4 separate regions of the Sus scrofa genome follow, and all the other regions are linked to region 4. A link is a contact called in public Hi-C data. All regions are on one chromosome and are shown on one strand. Each heading gives the region's core, a stretch centred on a gene start, on an enhancer-like site or on the middle of the called end of the contact. The rest is flanking DNA. Distances are from core to core; before and after follow the strand shown. Region 1 holds the start of CNNM3 (metal transporter CNNM3). Region 2 holds the start of KANSL3 (KAT8 regulatory NSL complex subunit 3). Region 3 overlaps KANSL3 (KAT8 regulatory NSL complex subunit 3). Region 4 holds the start of LMAN2L (lectin, mannose-binding 2-like).

What was found. A called contact is a pair of places that touch in the nucleus more often than the background predicts.
Region 1: a contact with region 4 is called in a Hi-C map of embryonic fibroblasts, with 2.5 times the contacts expected there. The contact joins the promoter of CNNM3 here to the promoter of LMAN2L in region 4. A contact is called at or near these places in 1 of 5 promoter capture datasets (liver), 10 of 47 Hi-C or Micro-C datasets (embryonic fibroblasts, epiblast stem cells, fetal heart ventricle and 4 more) and 2 of 2 datasets of contacts at active chromatin or transcription factors (alveolar macrophages and skeletal muscle).
Region 2: a contact with region 4 is called in a Hi-C map of skeletal muscle, with 3 times the contacts expected there. The contact joins the promoter of KANSL3 here to the promoter of LMAN2L in region 4. A contact is called at or near these places in 1 of 5 promoter capture datasets (liver), 10 of 47 Hi-C or Micro-C datasets (alveolar macrophages, brain, embryonic fibroblasts and 6 more) and 2 of 2 datasets of contacts at active chromatin or transcription factors (alveolar macrophages and skeletal muscle).
Region 3: a contact with region 4 is called in a Hi-C map of skeletal muscle, with 5 times the contacts expected there. The contact joins the enhancer-like site here to the promoter of LMAN2L in region 4. A contact is called at or near these places in 3 of 47 Hi-C or Micro-C datasets (brain, epiblast stem cells and skeletal muscle) and 2 of 2 datasets of contacts at active chromatin or transcription factors (alveolar macrophages and skeletal muscle).

What each region holds. Positions count from the first base shown.
Region 1 is chr3:56,810,759-56,813,458 of Sscrofa11.1, forward strand. CNNM3 (metal transporter CNNM3) reads right to left here and starts at 1,358. Exons shown (of 7, transcript XM_021087264.1): 1 at 1-1,358. The coding sequence starts at 986.
Region 2 is chr3:56,957,748-56,960,447 of Sscrofa11.1, forward strand. It overlaps KANSL3 (KAT8 regulatory NSL complex subunit 3), which reads left to right and starts at 1,436. Exons shown (of 23, transcript XM_021087273.1): 1 at 1,436-1,778; 2 at 2,424-2,546; 3 at 2,549-2,687. The coding sequence starts at 2,474. It overlaps FER1L5 (fer-1-like protein 5), which reads right to left and starts at 1,833. Exons shown (of 55, transcript XM_021088398.1): 1 at 1,798-1,833; 2 at 1,281-1,553. The coding sequence starts at 1,833.
Region 3 is chr3:56,974,217-56,976,916 of Sscrofa11.1, forward strand. KANSL3 (KAT8 regulatory NSL complex subunit 3) reads left to right here. Exons shown (of 23, transcript XM_021087273.1): 5 at 943-1,033; 6 at 1,193-1,378. Among named protein-coding and RNA genes, the nearest start is that of FER1L5, 16 kb to the left of the region's middle. Within about 2 kb of position 1,270, at least 4 of the 83 cell types and tissues checked have an H3K27ac peak or open chromatin away from gene starts, as enhancers often do. A contact at or near this core is called in skeletal muscle, where this site is marked.
Region 4 is chr3:56,877,886-56,880,585 of Sscrofa11.1, forward strand. It overlaps LMAN2L (lectin, mannose-binding 2-like), which reads left to right and starts at 1,434. Exons shown (of 8, transcript NM_001243437.1): 1 at 1,434-1,642. The coding sequence starts at 1,456.

The sequences.
Region 1 (2,700 bases), core at 108-2,607, 67 kb before region 4:
AGCACGCGCTCCCGCAGCCGCCCAGGCCGCGCGGCTAGTTCCAGCAGCTGGCCCACCGGGAGCGCCACGGGCAGAGTGAGCAGCACCGCCAAGCGGCTGAGGATAAGAGCGCGCGGCGCCAGCGCCAACGTCCAGCGCCCGCTCACGGCAGCCGGCACCACCTCGCCCACCAGGAACAAGAGCCCCGCGCTGCCCAGCACGGCGGGCACGGCGCGCTGGCCAGCCGCGCGGTACAGTAGCACCGCCAGCGCAGCCTGAGCCAGGCTAGCCAGCAGCAGCAGCGCCCCGAGGGCGCAGCCGGCCCAGCGTCTTGAGGGCTCCAGACGCCGCGCCGCCGCACGCTCCGCCTCCGAGCCGCTCTCGCGCAGCACCTGCACTTCGGCCGGCGCCAGCGCCAGGGCGCTCAGCTGCAGGCCCCGCGCCAGAGCCGCCAGCGCCAGCAACCCCGCCGCCCCCAGACCCACTGCCCAGGGCGGGGCCGCCTCCTCGGCCGCCTCGCCGCCCGGCTCTACACGCACGGCTAACAGCGCCGAGTGCGGGTGCGCGGACTCAGAGCGCAGACGCAGCAGCGCACGCCACTCGCCCGTGGGGGCCGCCGCGCCGCCCGGCTCCCCACGCACTGCCAGCCGCGCGGAGTGCGGATGCGCGGCCTCCGCGCGCAGGCGCAGCAGCGCACGCCACTCGCCCGTGGGGGCCGCTGCCTCGTCTGGAGCTGCGACCGGCCCGCCCTCTGGGCAGCCCGCCCCCTCGGGGGCCACCCAGGACCAGGAGCTGTTGGCTAAGCCCGACCCGAAGAGGCGCAAGCGGAAGGTGGCCTCCGGAGCAGTCCGCACCTCCTCTCCTCGCGCCCACCCCGTGCCTGCCGCTCCGTCCTCTTCCAGACAGACGCCCAGCACTCGAGGACCCGGAGCCGCCTCCGCGGCGGCGTTGCCCAGGCAGAACGCGGCGAGCAACCAGCCTAGCCGACCCGCCGTTGCCGCCGCCATCGCCTGCTGCCCCCTCTCGGCCTCCCGCGCAGCCTACCCCTCCGCCTCCCCCGGGCCAATTATCGCCGGCCCTGGCGCTTCCTCCACCAATAGGCGGCAGGCGGGGGCGGGCCCCAGGGTCGGACTAGGCTGCGCCGGGGAGTAAACAAGCGGCGGCGCGATCCTGGGGCGGGCCGGGGGCGTGGGGCTCTAGGCCCCGCGGGGCTACACCGCGGCTCCCTGGGCTGGGGCTGGCCGGCTCCGGGAGGACGCGGAGCGGAGAGCTGGCCCCCATCAGCGGACGTCTGGTTTCCCCCGGCCATCCCCGCGCACCCGGAGGCCGGTCCGGGCTCTGGGAAGTGCCTGGCTCAGGATTCGGGCCTCAGAGCGGAGTGGCGCTCCTGAAATTGCAGGCAGAGACTTCAGCGAATGGGAGATGGGCAGTTTTCTCAGAAAGCGCCCCGTGAACCACAGACCTAAAGGGCAAGGAGGGCTTAAAGAACTGGTGACTAGGCTTCGGAAGCTAAGGTTTATTGAAGACGTGTGATTGCTCCCGACTCTGCTATTGGTCTGGGTTGTGACACACAACCCCTGTTTTAAAAGGAACTTGCATTCTTGCCAGGAAGAACGACAGTAAATAGATAAACACACGAAATCACTACCTCTTTGGATCCTTGCAGCTACTTCGTGTTATTAATATATTGCACGGGAGAAAAGTAGGACTCGACTTGGCACAGATATCGGGCTCCAATGCGACCAGCCTAGTACCCTGTTCACCATCCTAGCCGCTTTAGGAGATGGCAGCTCTGTCAGGAATTACTGTACCTGGTCGTCCCACTTCTAGCAGATCATTCTTGGGAAAATAATTCCTAAAGACAAACAAGTGTTCCTCAGCCCATTATAATGTCATCTTGACCTGGTTGGAAGGAAACATACAGACTGCTAACAAGACTTCTCTATAGGTGTGGAGAAAAAAGGGCTTTTTAAGAGATTTTCTTTACATTTGTATTATCAAATTTCCTAACACAGTAGACTGTGATAAGACCATCCATATACATGTCATTTTAAATAGTCTTTACGAGGATTCTATAGAAACACATTGCTATGTTCTGAAAATAATATAAGTAAGTGAGGCACTGTGGCTGCAATTAAGTAAAATAACGTTGGTGTGGAAGGTAATATGCAAAATTGAGTAAACCAACAGAAATACTGTGTGAGAATTTTCAGAATAAGCCGCCAGAAGAAGCAATAATACTACTGAGCTTTTCCACTGGACTGGCACACTTCTTTTGGAAAAAGGAAATAAACTCAACCCCTTTGGTTCACACTTCTGTCCCCCAGTCCAGAGAAAATGCTGACACAGTGAGAATGGATGACAGGCTTGAAGTGAGTCATGTGCCTGAAAAGTTAACTCACAAAGAACACTTCCAGAGGCAAGATGGGGAAAATGCCTAGTGCATCTAGACAGGGCTCTGACCTTTGACAAGTAACTTTTCCCTTAGTCTCTGGCTCCCTTAGAAAACAACCTATAACTTATTCTGGGGGGAAGAAGACCTTTCGGTAGAAGAAAACTTTTGAAAACTTGGATCACACTTGGAAAACACAAAGGGCGATTTAAACTGTGAGACACAAAGACAAAGGATCCAGTAGAGGGCAAGCCAAGCTGCTCAGGGAGAGATTTCCTGTGAATAGAGGCCCCAGCACACACCTTCACCAGCTTCCTTCTTCCCTGGCT
Region 2 (2,700 bases), core at 186-2,685, 80 kb after region 4:
CATGTTTTCCATGTAGGGATACCTGCATTTAACCCCCTAGCCCCAGCACTGCGCACAATGGTGTAGACGGGGTGGGTGATGAATCAAATGCCACAGGGGCCAAGGAGGCCTAGAGAAGCTGGTCAGAGTGAGCATATATGCAGCCTGTATACCTGCCACACAGGAACATGAGTCCAGTGCTGCCACAGTCTCCAATTTTTTAAGAGATCTGTATATCTGGATTTTTGCATGAAATCTCCCAAATTTAAATATTTGCAGTAAATAATTAAATACATATTTGCGATGAAATAAAATTTTAAAAAAGTAGCGTGTAGGCCAAAGAAAGTGGTGTTGGGCTGTAATTGGTCCATTCACTCTCTCTCTGTAGGTCCTTAGCAACCTTTCCAATCTCTCTGCAGTGGCCTGGTCCTTTCAGCCCAAACTTAGGTGACTTCATCTTCATGATTCCACTCATATTCCCACTCTGGAAATCTTTTTCTATAAATTTCTGTTCTTATCATTCTCTCCGCCACCCAGTGAGTAAGTATTTGCACTTTCAGAGATGAAGAGGGTACACTGAGATCTCACTGGGGTCATAAAAGCAGGGAGTTAGGTGCAGGAGCTGAGATTCCAAACCTCCAGGTCTAAGCAGCACTGCTTAGGGCGATCTGGACACATCTACGCAAAGCCCTGGATAAATTTTTCTTTTATTCTATTGTTTAATATATTTTTTAGAGCAGTTTAAGGCACACAGCACTTCTTTTATTTTCGCACTTATTTTTATTGTGGTTGTTGCTTAAGTGATCTCTTCTTCTTCTTCTTTTTTTTTTTTTTTGGCCGCACCCATGGCACATAGAAGTTCCCCTGGCCAGGGATGGAACACACGCCACAGTAGTACCGGATCAGCTGCAGTGACAACGTCGGATCTTTAACCCGCTTCGCCGCAAGGGAATTCCTAACTTTTTTTTACATTTAAGTATAGTTGCTTTACAACATTGTGCTAGTTTCAGGCGCACAGTATTTGAAGTAAATACTGCACGCTTAGGTGGGACTGATCTGGGAGAAGCGGAAAGTAGGTTGCACGCCCTCCCAGCCCTGGCTAGGGACCTGGCAAAGCAACCGTGGCGGTCACTGAGAACGGACGCTGCAGAAGCCAGCCTCCTCTCTCGCCCTCGCTTTCCCTGCTGAAGATGCAGAAGGCCGAAACTCGGAATTCCGCGCTGTGAGCGGCAGAGACCCGCACGCGTTCCCGGGGCTCCTCTTCCCGCGCAGTTACATCCTCTCCCGGTTTTGCAGCTCACCGCCCCTCCCTTCCCAGGCCGTGATCCGCTTCCGCGTTTCGCTCTGTGCCCGGAGCTCCGGGGCGAGGAGGCGGTAACGCGCACGCGCGCTGGGATCCGGCCCGGGCCGAGCGCGCGGCGCGACGACTGCGGGTGAGGGGAGGCGCGGCCCTGGCAGGGGGTGGCGGGCCCCGGCGGTGGCGGCGCTGGTCTGGCGGGCGGGGGTCTCAGCGAGAACCTCCGGACTCTCCGGTCATGCGGGGACAGGGGGCTGGAGCCCGGGGCCCGGGCGGCCTGGGTCAGACGGCCGTGTGGGGCAGGGGGCGGACTGGGGTTGCCGTGACGCGGGAGCTGAGCTGGGCCCGGGCCGGCGGGAGGCGGGTTCCTGGCGGCTCCTCCTCGTCGCGAACTCTCGGTGACCTTGGCCAATTCACTCCGTCTCCTTGAGCTGGCGCCTTCGTCTGTAAAGTGTGAATTACAAGCCCTGCCTGCCAGCTGTGGCGGTTTTGAGGCTCAAGGGTGGGACCCCCCGGGGTACCTGGAGTAGCGGGCCGTTCCTGGGGGACCACCCCATCTACGGTGAGGGGGGGGGTCTTCCTGGCTTAGCATTTTGTTACAGGCTTTGAGAAGGAGCTCTCGTCTGTGTCTTAAAACTCCAGAGCGTTATGAAGTAGTTGCAAAACTTTTGCTTAACGTAGACAAGGGACCTCGAGGGCCTCCTTGGAGCCCACGTTGCCCAGCTGTTACCCAGGATGCTCTTATTTTGTGACTGGAGGCGGCCCAGTGAAGCTTCCGGGAATAGTGTGAAGCTGGAGACCCTTAGCTTTGGAAGAATCAATATTTTTGATTCCTCTTGTTTGCCCAAACCCATGCCAGCCACAGGGGAAACTGATGCTGGCCAAGCAAATTTAGTATTTGTCCATGTGAGACCTTGGAGTCCCTCAGCTTCCCAATGAACCGAATTTTGTAGAAATTGAAGAGGAAGATGGTGCCATAGCCTTTTGAGGACTCTTAGGAGCGCTCCCTACATGGGCAAGGGTCTGTGATTTGATGGATCCTCAGTTATACATGATAGAAGGTCAAAAAAGTAAGCACATTAGATAGTATAGGCTGCAAGAGATTCAGAGCATCTGAATTGACTAAAACTGAAACTTTTCACTGCAGGTGACTAGCATGCAGATAGCCATTCTCTGACCTGCTGCCCTTCTTCTGACATGGCCCACCGAGGTGGGGAGAGGGACTTCCAGACCTCAGCGCGGCGCATGGGCACCTCGTTGCTCTTCCAGCTTTCGTGCATGAGCGGGAGCTGGACCTAGTGTTTCTGGACCATAGCTATGCCAAGCCTTGGAGTGCCCACCCAGATGCCAGTAGTGCCCGCCCCACCCGCATGCTCTTTGTTACTCCCCGGAGGCAGCACGAAAGTACCATGTGAGTTTGGGCT
Region 3 (2,700 bases), core at 20-2,519, 96 kb after region 4:
ATGGCAAAAAGACAAAAAGACAAAAAAAAAAAAAAAAAAAAAAGGCAGGTAAGTGTGTATATGCCAGGGTCATAGGCTGGGTTGCTACACCGTTAACCTTAGATGGAACACACCATTCCAAAGTCAACTCTTTTTTTTTTTTGTCTTTTTTTGCCTGTTCTAGGGCTGCTCCTGCGGCACATGGAGGTTCCCAGGCTAGGGGTCTAATCAGAGCTGTAGCCGCCAGCTCATGCCACAACCACAGCAACTCGGGATCCGAGCCGTGTCTGCAACCTACGCCACAGCTCACGGCAACGCTGGATCCTCAACCCACTGAGCAGGGCCAGGGATCGAACCCGAAACCCCATGGTTCCTAGCGGGATTTGTCAACCACTGCGCCATCATGGGAACTCCCCCAAAGTCAATTCTTTTAATAGTGTGATACACAGAAAAAATATACAAAGGAAGAAAGGTTAGTGAGGGGTGGAATATTAAGGATTGGGAGGATAGCCGCTTCATTTTTGTTCCTAAAGCTGATTTAAATGGGCCTCTTTCTCTTAGTCTGAAGTTTTAGTACACTAGGATATGCTTGCTCACCCTGTCTACCTTTTTGTGTGAAATATTCAACTTGTGAAATTCAGGTATGACTGTGCTGCAGTGCCATACTTTTGTTTACTAATGGATTTTTTTAGTCACTAGGGAATTAGTTAGCTTTGCTAGTATCAAAAGACTTCGTCTGTGACTGGTTTTGACTTGTAGTGTGTATGTTATTACAGACATGTGCTGAGGTTCACTGGCAGGATTGGGACCAGAGTCTAGGTGTTGTGCTTTAGCTTAGTAATGAGCTACTTCGAGTCACACTATTTCAGAACAAAAAACATGACGTAATCTTCTTTGTAGAGTGTACATGCATGTAGCATGTTCCCAGGGTTTGTCTTTAATTCCTCAGGGTTTCTCTTATAGGACTGGCTGGACAATGGCCCAGAACAAGCTATTCAACAAGATCCTCAAAGCCCTGCAGTCTGACCGGCTTGCCCGCTTGGCCAATGAAGGGGTAAGACTCCAGAAATCTCCAGGGTGGGCTCTTCCTAGTTCAGGCCTTCCTGGCTGACTGACTTGTTGGGTCCCCCCCACTCCCCTGACTCCCCCAACCCTAACCCCGGTTGCTAACAAGGTGGCCCTCGTGCTTTGTCACTCCACTTACACCTTTCAGGCTTGTAACGAGCCAGTGCTGCGCCGTGTTGCTGTGGACAAGTGTGCGAGGAGAGTGCGGCAGGCTCTGGCAAGTGTGAGCTGGGACACCAAGCTGGTCCAGTGGCTGCACACCACCCTGGTGGAGACCTTGAGTCTGCCCATGCTGGCGGCCTACCTGGATGCTCTGCAGACGCTGAAAGGGAAGGTGAGGCTGTGATTGGCATCTTCCCTGCCCTGCCCTGGGGTAGCCAGCCTCTGCTTTGGGTTTAGAAAGTGGGGTTGGGCAAGGTCATTGCTAGGCCAGCCTGGAGGACTGACTGAAGCCAACAGGTTTGCTATAAAAAAATAGGAGACATGACATGGAGTTCACTGGTTAAGGATCTGGTGTTGTCCCTGCCGTGGCTCTGGTTACTCCTTTGGCACAGGTTTGCTCCCTGACCCTGGAACTTAGCATACTGTGAGCATGGCCAAATGGAAAAATAGGAGACATGGTATCATTTTACATTTTCGTCCAGTGTATATGTGTTCAGATCTCCTGTCTCCTTGATGAGGTGTGGAGCTTGAAAACCAGAGAACGTGTTTAGTCTCTGCAGCCTTGCAGCCTGTGGTTTGAATCACCTCTGAGGTGAGGTGAGGAAGGAGAAGATGAAGTGTTTACCAGGGAGGAGTGCTGAGAGGGGCAGGAGGCGGAGCGGTGGAGGTCGGGGTGCAGGGGTGGGGGTGGGAGGTGTTCCAAGCAGGGGAGCACTGTGACGGAATGCCTCATCTCTTCTGATTTGGTCGAGACTTCAGTAGCAACACTTTGACTTTAATCGTTCTTTATAAAACATATCATTACGTTTCCCTGCTTTCTTACTTGGACAGTATTACACAAAGTTAAACTGTTTTTCTTCATGATTCCGTTTCTTGTAATTGCAGTTATTGCATGGGCTGTGTTCATTGTGGTGGAGTACAGGTTCTGGAGGCAGACTGCCTGGCTGATCTCACCTTGATCACTAATTAGCTGTGTAATCTTGGATTAGTGTCTCAATTTCCTCATCTCTAAAGAATGGCTAATAATAATACCTATCTAGGATTTTAGTGAAAATTAGTTAACCTAGATAGCATACTTGGCACAGAATTTGGCACATAGGAAACCCACAATAAGTGTTAATGATTTATAAGTGGTACCATCATTTTTAGAATGTTTTGCTCTGATACAAAATGGCCTCAGATAACTTGGATTAGTTCAGTTCTTGACTTTTTTTTTTTTTTTTAAGGGCCACAGGTAGGGCATATGGAAGTTCCCAGGCTAGGGGTTGAATTGGAGCTACAGCTGCTGGCTTATATCAACACAGAATCCTCAACCCACTGAGCGAGGCCAGGGTTCGAACCCACATCCTTATGGATACTAGTCAGGTTCTTAGCCCACTGAGCCACAATAGGAACTCCCTTGACTTTTTCTTTTAAGTGCTTTTTCTTCTCCTTTGCAGGAAGCTGGCCTGTTTTGTTCCTGTAATTTGCCTGGCCAGCAGCTTTCCCCAGCTG
Region 4 (2,700 bases), core at 184-2,683:
AGGAGAAGAAACAGGGGAACCTGGAGCACATAGACAAAAGGAGAGGGCTGTGGGCCAGATGGCAGAGGGCTTTGTGTGCTAGGGTGAAGGGCCTGAATCTCCTGCTCGCGGGTAACACTGAACCATTATGGGCTCTGTTAACAACGATGGTAATGGTGATTTTATCACGATTATAATGATAGAGTGCTTACTGCATGCCAGGCATTGCTCTGAGCGTTAAGAGCTTTACCAGTATGGACTCATTTAACCTGTCACTCAGGATAGGGTGTGGTTAGATGTTTTAGATCACTTGGATGGCCATGTGGATGATGGTGGCCAGAACAGTTGGGACACTTGTTGTGGTTCAGGAGAAAGACAGAGAGAGGGATGGAAAGATGTGATGACTTTTAGAAATAATTAGGAATAGTAGTTCCCGTTGTGGTGCAGTGGAAGTGAATCCAACTAGGAACCATGAGGTTGCAGGTTCAATCCCTGGCCTCACTCAGTGGGTTAAGGATCCAGCATTGCCCTGAGCTATGGTGTATGTTGCAGTTGCAGCTCAGATCTGGCGTCGCTGTGGCTCTGGTGTAGACTGGCAGTAACAGCTCCAATTAGACCCCTAGCCTGGGAACCTCCATATGCCACCGGTGTGGCCCTAAAAAGATAAAAGACTAATAATGATAATTAGGAATAAAAATTTATTTTTGGGTGGAGAAACTGGTAAGGAAGAGAATGGAGACTGGGATGAATCTTACTTTTTTTTTCTTTTTTCTTTTTAGGGCCGCACCTGTGGCATGTGGAAATTCCCAGGCTAGGGGGTCTGACCTACACCACAGTCAGAGCAACACCACCTCCTAGCCACATCTGAGACCTATGCCTCAGCTTGCAGCAAGGCAGGATCCTTAACCACTGAGCAAGGCGAGGAATCCTAAGAGCAACCTCATGGATGCTAGCCACTCGTTACCACAGAGCCACAGTGGGAACTCCCCAGATCAAGTTGTTTGATACTGCTCTTCAAATCTTTTATAAATTTGATAATTTTCCTGATAATTTACCAGCTTTACTTGAATTTATTTGTCTATTTCTCCTTTCAGTTCTATATCCTCCTAACTGACAACTTCGCACGATCACGAGGTTGCTAAGGCAGAGAGGACAGAACGTTTGCGTAGGACTAAAAGAAACATTTTATTTGCTTAAATTTACTCTAGAACAGAGAGACAAAAACGGAAATCACTTCGTATCCCAGGAGGCCTAGTGGCGCTCCGGACAAAGGCAAATAGGCGAGCTCAGGCATTCGGCCGCGCCCCTTTCCTGGGTTGACAAGGCAACTGCTACTCCAGCCAGCCAATCGGTGAGATGCTCACCTGCAGGGGCGGTGACTCGACAAAAGCCAATGGGACTGGGGGAAGATCGTTCTCTGGGCCAATGGCTTGGGGGACAGGGCGGGCTTTTGATGAAGGGTCGGCGGTGGGAAAGATGGCGGCGACTTTGGGACCCTCTGGGTGGTGGCAGCGGTGGTGGCGGCGTTTGTCGACTCGAGATGGGTCCAGGATGTTGCTCCTTCTCCTTTTGCTAGGGTCTGGGCAGGGGCCACGGCAAGTCGGGGCGGGTCAGACGTTCGAGTACTTGAAACGGGAGCACTCGCTGTCGAAGCCCTACCAGGGTGAGGCGCCGGGGGCGAGGTGGTCGTGCGCGGGGAGGGCGTCGGGACCTGAGCTTGTTCGTAGAAGTGGGGGCGGCGAAGGTTTCGTGGCCCCGAGGAAAGTACGGGCGGGGAGGGTGGGGGCTCCTGTGGACTCTTGCTGTGTTTGGGAGCCTTGGGTCCTAAGGTCAGAGGTCAGGTTCCACCCCACCCCCTGCCTCACACTTAGCCCTGGAAGTTTCTAGCAGGTGGAAGCAGGGCTCTAAGACACTAAGGCCAGTAAGCGCTAGGCCTGGATGAAGGGGGAACTTAGAGTTGGACAAGAGTTATGTGGGAAGGGGAGAGAACTGCGAATAGTGGCAGTGATCGAGGGCCACTAGCAATGAGTTGGGCTCTGGACGGAGCTGTGTATGTGCTAGAAATACATCAGGAGGCAAAACTAGGGTAGAACTTGGCCAGACTGGGAAAGTAAAATTCTGTTTCCGTTTAAGACACCTGTTCTCCAATCCTGGAGTCCTGTTGATGAAAGAGTCTGGTTAACTTTGCTCTGTTGAGTGTTCACATGCGGTTCATATGTCGCTCTGCACAGCTCATCAACCAGAAAATTTATAGTTAGCTACAAAGAAGACCAAGTCAGTGCAGATGGCTTAATTAACACAAGTCTGTTTCCCCACTGGAGGGCAGGGGGACAGCACACAAACAACACAAAGCGCAAGAGAGTATACACTGCTGCTAAGGGTGATCATTTATTGACTTAGCAGATGCATCCAGCACCTCCTCTGCGTTGCTAATACTGTGGGTTATACAGATACAAAGTTGTCACTCTCAAGGGGCTGATAGTCTGAGGTAAGGGGAAAGGTAGCTTCACACCTTGGTTGTTTAAAGAAAGAACGTGATTAAGCCCCAGAGAGTCAAGCTTTTTTTGGTTAATTGGGGAATTTTTTTCTCTCACGGTGGTCAAATTTACTCGCATATGAAATGAGGAAGAATGGATCTGAGCTGTGATTACTGTGGCATGGATTAAGTGACAGCTCTGATGTGCTCTTCACCTGAGAGGGTCTTTATGACAGGAAGTGGTA